Linked DNA regions of Anas platyrhynchos: region 2 is linked to region 1. The links are chromatin contacts, called in public Hi-C maps. All regions are on one chromosome and are shown on one strand. The core of a region is the stretch at or near the end of the contact, and the rest is flanking DNA. Distances in the headings are between cores, read along the strand shown.

Region 1 (6,047 bases), core at 1,568-4,067:
TGAGTATAAATATTTGTGCTAAGAAAGATGATCAAAAATGAAGATAGTGTCCGCTGAAAATTTGGCTCAAATCTTGCAAACGTTGAGCCTGTGCCAGGCAATCCGCTTCACCAAGGAAATCCCCAGTAAATAGCTTATTTCCTAAAAGTGCACAGCAATTCTATGGCCAGAAGTTCCACTTCTGTTTTGCAAATAGAAATCTCTTTAAACAAAAAAATCAGCAGACTTAGTACAAGTAATTTAACCCCCATATTCAACATCGCAATGACTCCTACATGGTGAAACGGTAAGGTATAGCACAACCTTACCAATCAAGTGCCCATTTCCACTTTTTGAAGTGAAAATGAAATCAAATGTTCATTAGGATGTGGATGAAAATGGAATTGTTACTAAAAAACAGAAATATACATATACATGTATATATGTATTACATACTCCAAGATTTTTTCAGAGAAAAAAAAAAAAAGTCAGTGCCAGTGTAGCCATACACGTACCAAAGCAGAGAGAAGGAAGCTGACACACAACCACACTGGCCTATCCCATTCCTCAAAGGGATCCAGAATCTGATCTCGGTCCCAATTTACATCTTCAGACACTCTCAAGATTACACTGCTGTAATCAGGTTTATAGTACCAGTATATATATATAAACTGTCAGTGTGCTTACGTGCCTTAGTGTATGTTCTGTACTTATTACAAACACAGCCAACCTTAGTTTAGATCCCATTATCGTGGTTATCAGAAGTAACAAAGAGGCTTTCTTTCAAACACAGATGCTGGTTTCAAGCTCAAAATTTCTCTTTCTCACCAAAACTCTCTCTGAAACAAGAAGTTACATTGGGTAATCAAAGATAATCTTTGGAAAGCCACAAATCAGACATCAAGTGATGATATTCTGGGCCTTTTTTAGAGTGCTTCCTCTTTCCTACTTTAAATAAAACTGAAAGGGAACAGTTTTATTCATCATGTACAAGAAATAGTTCAGAGGAGATGACAAACATTCCTCAAAATCTTCTCTACTAAATTAATCATTTGAAATAGAAGATACTAAAATTCCTGCATATTGAAAAAGCATGACTGTTCTCTTTCACTTTTAACTCTCCCAAGCTGGCTTTCAAAATAAGATACAAGTTTCAACATCAAGTAATGCGAAGTAAAAGCACTGTTCCTGCAGTCCTGGCAGCTGTATTTTACAGCAATGGTGGAGCAGTAGAAGAACAGAGCAGCCACCACTTTCTGCAGGCTGTGTTGCTGCCCACCCCGTATCAGACCGTGCTCCTGTAGGCAGGCTGCTGTGAAACAAGCCCCATGTGTACAAGGAGTGGCACAGTTCAGCCCAGCCACAATAAAATTCTCCTGCTCTAGGTACAGGCCTATATGTATCTGGACCTTTTTGAACCACACATGCTCAGACTTTCCCTTGGGCTCCTTGCAGCTGCTGGCAGCTGTACACAGCAGCAGCCACCAGCAGGGCATGCTCCTGTCCACAGGTGCTCTGCTGCTCTGCTCCTGCCACCACTCCCATTGCTGGTGCTGGTGCCATGGGCATCTGACAGTCAGAAAACAGGTTCAGCTCTCGTTTGTGCAATAGCACATACCCATTACAAACACAGCAACTCCATCACAGAGGAGGCTGTAGACTCTGAAGGATCACTGGCTTCCGCAGTAGCAGCCAGCCAACTGTGACCACTCTGTCCTTCAACCTGATGGTGGACTTTCCAAGAACCCACACGATGACAGCTTCCTACACATCAAACTATGTATCTTTTGCTAGCCAGCTACTCATCGCCCTCAGATATTATGGATCACAAAACTGTTAAGCTCTGTGGATTCCCCATCCCTTTGTAAAGCTTTACCTTCTTTCCATTTTGCTAACAGCAGAGTCAATGGTACTGAGTGACAATAACAAACGGGTACTGAGCATGAGGTGACACCAAGACAACTTTTATCAGCATAACGAACTATAAATCAAAATACAGACACTATGCAGGTACAAAGGAGTGAAATGAAATCTATATTCTTATGTTGTTGTGGCCTTGACACTGCTTAAAGATAACACTCCATCAAAACCAAACTGCAAGAGTGATGCTCAGACAGGGACTCTGCCGCCAAGCACTTGGAGCCGACCTTCGCACATGAGAACAGAGGGAAAAAGAAGTGTCTCCTCCCAAAGGCAGTCACCTCCAATGACAAACAAAGGCTATCTCTGTGATCACAACTTGACACATTAATCACAACCTGCCTCCATAAGGCACCTCTTTTGTTCAAACATGTGCAACGACTAGCGGCTTTCTTGGGAAGTAAAGCTCTTCTAATTTTAAACCTGCAACATATATGGGTCTTTTATATTAGGAAAAATCACAACTGTCTACTCTCAGCAATAAACAGCACTAGTTCATTTAAAAACTGTATTTGGGAAATTATTTTTTTATCTTGCCATCATAATATCTCAGGAAGGAAGATGGAGCATAAGAGACATCGCTGTTGTCTAATACCAAGTATGATCTTCAGTTCTTCAAAAACATCCCCCAAAATTCAGCAATTTCTTTGGGGCTTTATTAGCTTCTCTTTTTTTTTTTTTTTTCTTTTTTTTTTTTTTGGTCCTTTCCCCCAAACAACTATATTCAAGTAAGTGGGAGGATGACGAAGAAAAAAAAAAAGAGAAATTTTCACTCCCACAGCAGTTTCCCACTTCTCCAAAAATAGACACACCGTTTGTTGTGTTTTTACACTTGCTGTAGGTTCCACTACATAGCACTGAGGGGGATGGGGGTTTCCATGCTCTGCGCAGGGCTGTACTGCAGTATGGGGCTGGCAGGAAATTGCTCTCTTTACAAAAAGGGAAGCTGGCTGCCTGCGTTTTTTGAAGCCACAGCCTGGCTTAACCCTATATGGGCAATCCAGCTTCCTTCAAAACCGAGCCCATCCAGTGTTTTTAGGGGTGAGATGTGGTTGTGAGAAGTAGGGTAAGGAAAGACAGAGCAAGCGTGGATCACAGCCACACACGCACACAGTTCATAACTCAGCAACTACAGCAGGTCACATCTCGCTAGTGCTGAAGGTCAGGAACTTCACGTGGATCCCATTTAAGCTATGGTGTTATGAGATTTTCTCTGATTCTCAGGCAATAGGTCCTTCTCTAGGCTTTTTGTATCCTCATAAGTATGAAGGAAAAGCAAGAGCTGCCCTTCCTTGGGAAGTCCGTACATGTGGCATTATGGCACTGCAGGCTTTACTGAACAAGAAATCTTGAAAAGGAAACTGCACAAACATAGCTGGTTTCCCAGAAACTGTGTTTACTAATATTGCAACCTAAATACAAACGTGTGCTCTTACTGTATTAGGTTTTGACAGCTTCTGCAGCAGGGCTTAAAGAGGCCTGCCAGCAGAGCTCTCAGTTACCTGTATGGAGTCATCCTTGTCCCCAAAGTCCTTAGAGGAGCTCTTCCAAACCAGGAACATAGCTATTCATTGATTTTTGTTTTATTTTATTTTTAAGTACTGCGATCAAAACAACATTTTCACTTCAATTTCAGGCAAAATCTGGAGCTGTTAGCATGGAATTGGAGAAGCATTTTTGTATTGATCTTTTTAACAAGGAGAAGCCTTGCATCATATAATAGTAACAGAACAATATATTACGTCCAACTCAAAATTGCATTTTTCTAATTACTTGCTTACTTCCTGTATTTCCTTATGTTTGGATAATGACAATCAAAGAAATAATATTTTGTTTCGAAAACAGAGAGTTACTTTAGATTAAAATTGCCAAAATTGAGACCACAGGAGCCCTAGAAGTTTTGCAAAAGTTGGTTTGAAGTAAAGGAGGTCAAACAAGTACTACCTGAAAGCAAAATTAACCGGTGACATCGAACCACTGTGAAACATTCAGGCTTGAAGGTGCAAGCGTATGAAGATTTTGTCCCTAGTTTCTTATGGCTGCCAAGTCACTACCACAGCATTAAACCCTTATATTAATATAAGCAAATGCGCACTCAGTACCAGTAAGGACCACGCGTACAACAGGCACATTGTAGGCACAGCAGGGATTGTCTGACAGCGGCCTCAATCTCCCTTTCCAGTGGTTGCAGCTATAGGCACAACCAGTTTGTGCCCTACTTTAAAAATAAATGACTTTAAAACACATTTTCCTAGCTGTGCTTCCTTAAGAAGGGAAATTTTAATTTTTCAGCCACAGCAATTCAGTACCTGTCAGTTATTTGGATCAGGAGAGAACAAAAGAAAAGGTTATCCCTAAAAACAAGGCAAAAAAGCTGAGATTACTCTGACACAGAAGTAAATTGAGCTTTTTTCACCCCTTTCATCATGACTTTCTTAAAGCTAAGCTATTTTAATTTCATTTTGAGGAAAAAAAAATAAAATAAAAAGCCACAAACAACAGCACCCAACTCAGAATCACAACTTCAAGTTCAAGAAAACTTAAGTCCTGCTAAAAGCCTATGGGATTCTGTTACAAAATTGGCCTGTGGCAAATTATCTCTGTATATTGTGTACTCAAATTTGGATTCTCTTCAGTACATTTTATCTTAGGTGCCAAGAGAATGGTTGCCAGTTTCTTTGTATCTTTATTTTTATGTCACATTGAAGACAGTTTAGCAGATATTAAAAATATATATAGTTAATGATTTATCCATCATTCTGATGAGATATGATTGTGCTGTCACTTCCCTTTGTGCTGCCATAGTACTTCTCAAGAAGAAAGATTTATAATTCTTCTAACACCATAACTGTGCTAAGGAACAGAATTCTAAATTCCACAGCTTTTGTTAAACGCTTTTCAGCACATACTTTTATAACCAATTTAACAATGTAAATATTATTGATATTATTCTAGATAATGTTTTTCAAGGACTATTACAAGACTAGTGTGTTTTGGTGGTGGTGGTGTTTTTTTTTTTCCAGGGACAGTGGGAGGCATTTGTTTTACCCCAAACATGCTCCCAATTCATTTCCTATTTCTCTTCACCTCACACCTAGTATCTAAAATTCTGCTTTTTTTGCTGTACCAGAATTTGTGCTATTTCCTCCTTCTTATGAACCTCACCTCTTTAAAGCTACACATCAGATCTTATTCTGATTCTATAATGCATTTTCAGTTTAAAATAACAGTCTGTTCTGAATAGTAATCCATTGCACCCCTCATTTTAAGGGGAAGGAGGCAAGACACATGACAAAAATCATAGAGTGAAATAGCTGGAAGTCCACTCACTGGGAAAGGCTGGATGGCAGAACCACTGTGCAATGCTGCTGTAAAGAAATGCAAAGTAAGTATTATTTTACTTCTTATGATTTTTATGTAAAAGTTTCTTTCATATGTGAAAGCACTAGCATAGGCTAATTTCTAGTTAGAGATTTATTTTGTTCAGAAGTCATACTGGGCAGTCTTACACTTCAGTAATTCCATCCAATTCCATAAATTATGCCATCCTCTTCAGCAATCACCTTTGGACCTTCTTCCTCATTTCCTATGACAATTTCACAGTTTCCCCATTTTCCTTATTTCTACATACTTATTTCTATATCTCTATACAAAATCCAACACAAACAACAACAACAAAGCCAATAGCATGCCATCTTCATTAACTACCAACTAGCATCACCTCTATAGAAAATTCCTTTTGCTGTTTTCTGCTTTGCCTCTTCTTGCAATAATTCAAACTGTGGACATATGTGTATACAGAGAATTCACTCTTCGTTGTTATTTTATTTAGCAAAGATACGATACCATGTAGGAAACCCATTCAGGTTTCCATCAAAGTACATCTAGTATTGTTTCTGTATGAGTTAACTGAGCTTCTGAAAAGTACTTGGAATACTGCGGATATTACTGGGCAAAAATTAAGTACAACGAGTGGTCAACTGAAAATTCATTTTGAAGAAAAAAAAAATCCCAACAAGCTCAGTTCTAGAGTGTTGGTTCCTAGCTGCCAGATTTCCATGGGAAACACTGCAACTAATTGCCAGATACATGTGTAGGAATTTTATGTGTTCCCCCTAAAGATAATCAAATTGAAACATCTGGGAAAT
Region 2 (6,047 bases), core at 2,503-5,002, 44 kb after region 1:
GACACTATTATTGCTTAATTATAGCATGCGATATACAAGTATTTGGTAGTCATCGTCTCTCACATCTGCTACATAATTTCAGTCATCACTGCACATTAGTGGCTTCTTTGAACGATCAGAGCCATTGCAGATCTTCATACTGCATCCAGTTGACTGGTGGAAACCAACACAGCGTGCTGTAAACCAACAGTTAACCTAGTGGCTAACTTCAAGAGAAATAATTTGCATAAAAGCAAGAGAGCGATAGCCTAGTAGAAAGGAGGACTGTCTGATAGAACTAGTTTTTGTTTTGTTTTGTTTTTTTCCCCTCCACCAGCAGGGAGACCAGAGTCAATGAATTTGTATCATTTCAAGTAGTAATCAGGGAGACCAAGTAATAGGAACTTGATCAAGTTAGCTCTTTGGAGTTGACCTCAGAGGGAAGTATAGGACATAAAAAAGCCATGGTAGAAAGAATTCAAATGTCTTAGATGTCTAGAACCTGCACCTGACAAATAGAAGGGCATTTAAATCCTCCAAGAATTAAAGATATTGTGCCACTACGGTACTTTGCAGGCATGTTCCTGGATACAATGTGCATTCCCTGGATTCTGTTGGGCTATACAGGCCTGGTCATCAGAGGGTCTGCTCGGAATGACAAAGCTTTTGTCACTTGGTACACAGAGGATCCAAGAACGCCTGTACAAGTAGCTCTGCCACCCTTCAGTAAATTCACTTCTAAGCTGTTTACCCAAAGGCCTTGAAAATGGGGTGCCAGTCAACAACTGCCAGGAGCAGCCCAGCCAGGCAGTGAAACAGAGCTGGGAAGGCAGGCAGGCACAACATCATTATGTGGCTGTGTAGGCAGTTCCTGTGTCACAGGATGCCCAGCCCAGAGAAGATGGAAGATAATGGATTTATTTTTCCCAGTCAGAAATTGTTTGGTGATGCGTCTGCAAGAGTTAAAGGTTTTTAGCAATACTTGTTTCTGCCTTTTGCTTAGGAAAATGGGACAGTGAAAAAGATCATTAGCCAGATGACACAGAATCTTCTGATGGCCCTCTCCGCACGGAGCCAGTACCAGGAAATCAGAGAGAAATTCCGGCAACCTGTTACTGACAAGGGCACAATCCTCAAAAACAAGCCGCAGTCAACTCAAAAGGACATCCTGAGCGTGTGCTGTGACCCTCTGATCTTGGCACAGCAACTAACCCATATTGAACTGGTGAGACATCGATTTGTGTGAATTATTTCATCTTCCATTTACTAAATATTCTCATCAGTATGAATTTTGCTATAGGCTTCACTGAAAGCCTCCAGTGTTCTAATCCGAAAATGCCAAATGACGAACAAAAACAATAAGGTACACTCTGTAGAAATGTTTCATACTTATCAGTAAAGAAAGCTTAAGGAGATGAAAGTTACCAAAACAATCTCACAGCTTTGGATTTATTGATGCATTTTTAACTGATCTCCCTGTCTGCCTGTACAGTGACAATCTCTCATCTCTCTGAACACAGGAACGGGTGAGCAACATTTACCCCGAGGATCTGATGCAGATTGTTAGCCACATGGACTCCCTAGATAATCACAAGGTACGGGAAGGGGTACAGAGGGGAAAAGAAACAGTAATTAGGATTTGAGTATACGCTGTGCAAAAAAGGCTGCCACTTTCTGATCTTTGTGAGGCTCATGCCTTGAGAAATACCCATTAAGATTTCAATCAAGACATGACTGGAAGTTTATCCTTTGGTGTGTTGTCTTTATCATAATACAGGATAGGATCAATATGTGGCCTTTTCTCTTGCAGTGCCGAGGCGATGTTACCAAAACCTACAATTTGGAGGCCTATGACAACTGGTTCAATTGTCTCAGCATGCTGGTGGCTACAGAGATTTGTAGGGTGGGTACTTACTGGTAGAAGATAATATAGCAAAATAATCCTGTCCTTAAGGACAAATGGCAGGCAGTGGTCTAACAGATTTAAACATGAGCAGTCCAATTGAAGATAATTGCATTATTCAAGCATTAAATTATTTGTGTGCTTATGTGATTAAGAGTTCACAGCTACATTTGGCTTTGCATGTATTCTCTGGTTTTGTGTAGCTTCCATAGTAACATTAGTCATGCCATGAAATGGAAGTTGTGTGGCATTTCAGTTGGGAGTTGTTTTTCTCTAAAATACATCCATAAAGCGTTCAGGTACTCACTACCGAAGCACAGAGTTACTGATAAACTGCTCTCCTTCCACTGTACTTAGAGATCATTACTACAGCCATATGTACAGTTTTGTTATAGCAGAAAAAAAAAGAAATGAGGAATAAACTCGCTCTTCAGAAGTATAGAAGGAGAAAGGTTAAAAACAAAAAGAAGAAGAACAGCCTTAGTAGAGGCTAAAAGTGACTTTTGTCATACAACTAGCAATGAAATGGAAGATACTGCCCCAGAAACCCTTCTTGTACATATAAACTGTCTTTTGAGATTGCTAGTAATAGGTACCAATTGTATCAAATAGTACATATCCTCTTTATTCCCACACATTTGGCAACCCCATGAGGGAAACCCAGATGCCCGCAGCAGCTTCATGCTGTCTCCTTTATCAACCCTAACATCTTAAGATTTCCTGCTTCACAGAACTTATTACAAAACATACTAAGTCCTCTTCTTCTAGATCTGGCTGATGTAACTAATACCTTTATTAAAACAACCAAGCAAAAGGTTTTAGCATAATGAGAGCTAAGCTAACTCATTGACTACCAAGCCATTTTCTTCTGAGAGATCCCTGGTGAAGTAGTCTTCAGTCACCACTCAGAACCCATTTTGTATAACCCAGACAAAACTTCTAGATGCAAAACATGGGAATGAATGACTAATCTAGGCAAAAATAAATAAAACTGATGGATTTTTGAAACAAAGTTCGGAGACGATACTATATATTAGTTTTGCTTCACTAATTATAAAAGAAAATCTGCAAAGCAGATGCCCAGTATCACTGCTAGATCCCTCACATGTTTGCATGGATGAAGATAATGTATATCCAGGTATACCTACCTGCTCTCAACACTTCATTTAAGAGTGTTCAAAGCATAATGTGAGAAATCAGGACATGGCAATTAGTCTTTCCTCACATCCAGGTTACATGCCCTGCTCTCAAGTCCCTTCATTCTTCTCCCCCTCTCCTTGGTGTTGTTTTTTTCCCCCTGTATTTTTCTGATAGCCGCTTCTTGTTTTCTCCTTTTTCCAGTAACAGGAAGTTGCTTGAAAGCGTCTGACTTGATCATACAAGTTCCTTATGACACTGAACTTCATGTATAAACAAGAAGTTACACTCTCCCACAACTGGGCAGATAACTGATAGCAGCCCCAAATACTACTTTTCTGTTAAAAAACAGATCTTAACAAAATATGCCTAGCCTTTCATCATCAGATTGCTTGACTGGATAACATCTTGAAATGTCTCTTCAATCATTTTATAATAATGCCTTTACCTGAACATCCTATTCAAATTTCAGGCCACCCCTTCCCTATTAACATTTTTTTTTTCAGGTTGTCAAGAAAAAGCAGCGTACAAGAATGGTGGAATTCTTCATTGATGTGGCAAGAGAGTGCTTCAATATCGGAAACTTCAACTCAATGATGGCTATTATCTGTGAGTATTCTCAATACAGATGACAGAAGGCACTTCATTTCACAACCTGACTGGCAAGACTGTGCTCATACTTGCCTGAAGTTGGCTGACCACATCAGCGCTTCTACAACAGCAGCGTGTTCCAGTGACAGATCAGTGTGTGGGTGGGCAGCATTAGCTACCACTTGTGGCTGTCAAGCTGAACTGCCTTCCAAAGCATAAGTGTGGTACTGACATACAAGCACAGAGTTGCATTAGCCCTGTATTTTTTCAGCTCAGTTGTTTCCGTTTTGGTCTCCTCTCTCTATATATACAGCTGGCATGAACTTGAGTCCTGTGGCGCGGCTAAAGAAAACTTGGTCAAAGGTCAAAACAGCCAAATTTGATGTTTTAGAGGTATGTATAAAGTTCAGACTTTGTTTAGAAATACACCAAATAGTAATTCCACAGCAGATGTTGGAAAGAATCAATGTCAGAGATCACAGACACCTCTGTCAGTGGTCAACAGTAATATAAACATTAGGCAGAGCATTTCCCAGATTTCAAAATCCCTTCTTGCCTGAGAAGAAGATCTAATGCAGGTTTTCTGTAGGTTGTTTCTTCATTCCATGTCTTTATTACAATCACAGTACTTTCACCCTTCGTGCAAGTCAATGCCTTTTTACTAACCATAAAACTGATTAGAGTACTCCATCTAGTGGCCAACTGAATCAAAACAAAACTCAACTGAAATCAAAGACTGGTGAGAGCAAGCAGGAATTGTTTTTCTTCCCCCAGTAGTCATTTATTATTTCCTTTCAACCTCCCATTAGCCATTGAAAGAAAGCATAGATGTCAAGCCAGTGCAGAACCATCCTTTCAGGCAACATAGGAATTAGAGAAACTCTGATTTAACCTGATCAGTATAAAGGACTATCTTGACAGCTTAAAACCGTGCGCAGATATTCAAAATATTATATGCTCTCTGATAAGATACACACTTTTTAAACGCAAAAAATGTTAATTACACAACTGCCTTCTTTCCCCATAAAAACAGCACCACATGGATCCTTCCAGCAACTTTTGTAATTACCGCACAGCCCTGCAAGGAGCAGCACAGCGATCTCAGACTGCCAACAGCAATCGAGAGAAAATAGTCATCCCAGTTTTCAATCTGTTTATTAAAGATATCTACTTTCTGCACAAAATACATACGAACCGCTTACCCAATGGACAGATAAACTTCAAGGTAGGACTTAATTTGTTGGAACTGTAATGCTAGTTAAACATTGTACATTTCAAACATTTGTCACTTTTAAACTTTAACTTGTTATATTGCTGAGTCCCTTAGATTCTTCAGCATTGCTGCAATCTAGACAAAGTGATATCATTATCTAGGGGAAGCAATTTTAATGTCTCAATACCACGTTTCTGTGAAAGATAGGGCTTGCAATTGCCACGTATGTTATATATATGGCAGATCCACACACAACTGCACATACAGAAGAGAGTCCATAAAACTGCTGGAATGTAACCACCTTTAGTTAAAAGATTGCTTTAAAAGTATACTGAAATAGAGATTAATTCGTACGTTTTATGTGAAGTAAGACAAATGGACTGCAAACCATAAAATACACATAAGCAGAACTGGGTATAATAACACTAATGTGTAACAAAAACTGACGTGTGAAAGGACGGGGAAGAAAATAAGAATTTCCGAAGCCATAACCCATGCTTTAAAGTTACTTAAGTAAAAAATGAAATAGTCTTATATTAGCCCACTGGAAAGAAATTTCTTTGAAGAAATGTCCCTTTCTCACAAACTTGAAGATTTAGTAAGAACTTGAAATCAAGTACTAGAATTTTCATGTACCAGCAGTGATGGCAGAGATTTGTTACTCCTCAGCCCTGCTCCTGTCTTATGTTCAAAAAGGACTGGAGGAAATGTGTGTGTATGGGGGAGAAAGTAAGCCTTTCTGTGGCAGCAAGCCATTCTACCTGATCAAATTGTAATAGCAAATCTTCAGGGTTGCTCTCATCAGGTTAGCTAGCTACGAACACCACACACAACCAGCTAATGGTATTTAGCAGGTCTTTGAGGGAGTTTGTACTCTCTGAAGAAATGCATGCTTGACTCGTAGTAGGTGAACAAAAGGGAATTCATGCCCTATTTTTTTTTATAAGGTGATGTACATTTATGTTGTAAAGATTCGTTTATTCAAAGATTGTTATTCAGAGACATTTTAGAATTCAAAGCTAATCCTAAAGTGACAATACATGTTGCTACAGAGTAAAAAATAGTGGAAGAGTAATAATCTCGCAGAGTCTGTAAACATGAAAGGTTTTTCACATCACCAAGCATACCTTATTTGCAGCAAGAGATGGAAACATTTGGCCATCTCAAGATATATGAAAGGGAATGGGGAAGGGGCAGCACCTACAACAGTACATTCTTTGGTGT

What was found. Hi-C and Micro-C count contacts between places; a contact is called where the count stands out from the background.
Region 2: a contact with region 1 is called in a Hi-C map of skeletal muscle, with 4 times the contacts expected there. The contact joins two enhancer-like sites. A contact is called at or near these places in 2 of 8 Hi-C or Micro-C datasets (liver and skeletal muscle).

The regions. Positions count from the first base shown.
Region 1 is chr6:15,144,559-15,150,605 of IASCAAS_PekinDuck_T2T, forward strand. All of the region lies in intron 1 of MBL (mannose-binding lectin), which reads right to left. The region is part of intron 1 of RASGEF1A (RasGEF domain family member 1A); the gene reads left to right. Among named protein-coding and RNA genes, the nearest start is that of MBL, 26 kb to the right of the region's middle. Within about 2 kb of position 2,818, at least 2 of the 8 cell types and tissues checked have an H3K27ac peak or open chromatin away from gene starts, as enhancers often do.
Region 2 is chr6:15,187,224-15,193,270 of IASCAAS_PekinDuck_T2T, forward strand. It overlaps RASGEF1A (RasGEF domain family member 1A), which reads left to right. Exons shown (of 13, transcript XM_027460021.3): 5 at 983-1,204; 6 at 1,500-1,574; 7 at 1,790-1,882; 8 at 3,526-3,628; 9 at 3,924-4,003; 10 at 4,644-4,835. Among named protein-coding and RNA genes, the nearest start is that of MBL, 17 kb to the left of the region's middle. Within about 2 kb of position 3,753, at least 1 of the 8 cell types and tissues checked has an H3K27ac peak or open chromatin away from gene starts, as enhancers often do.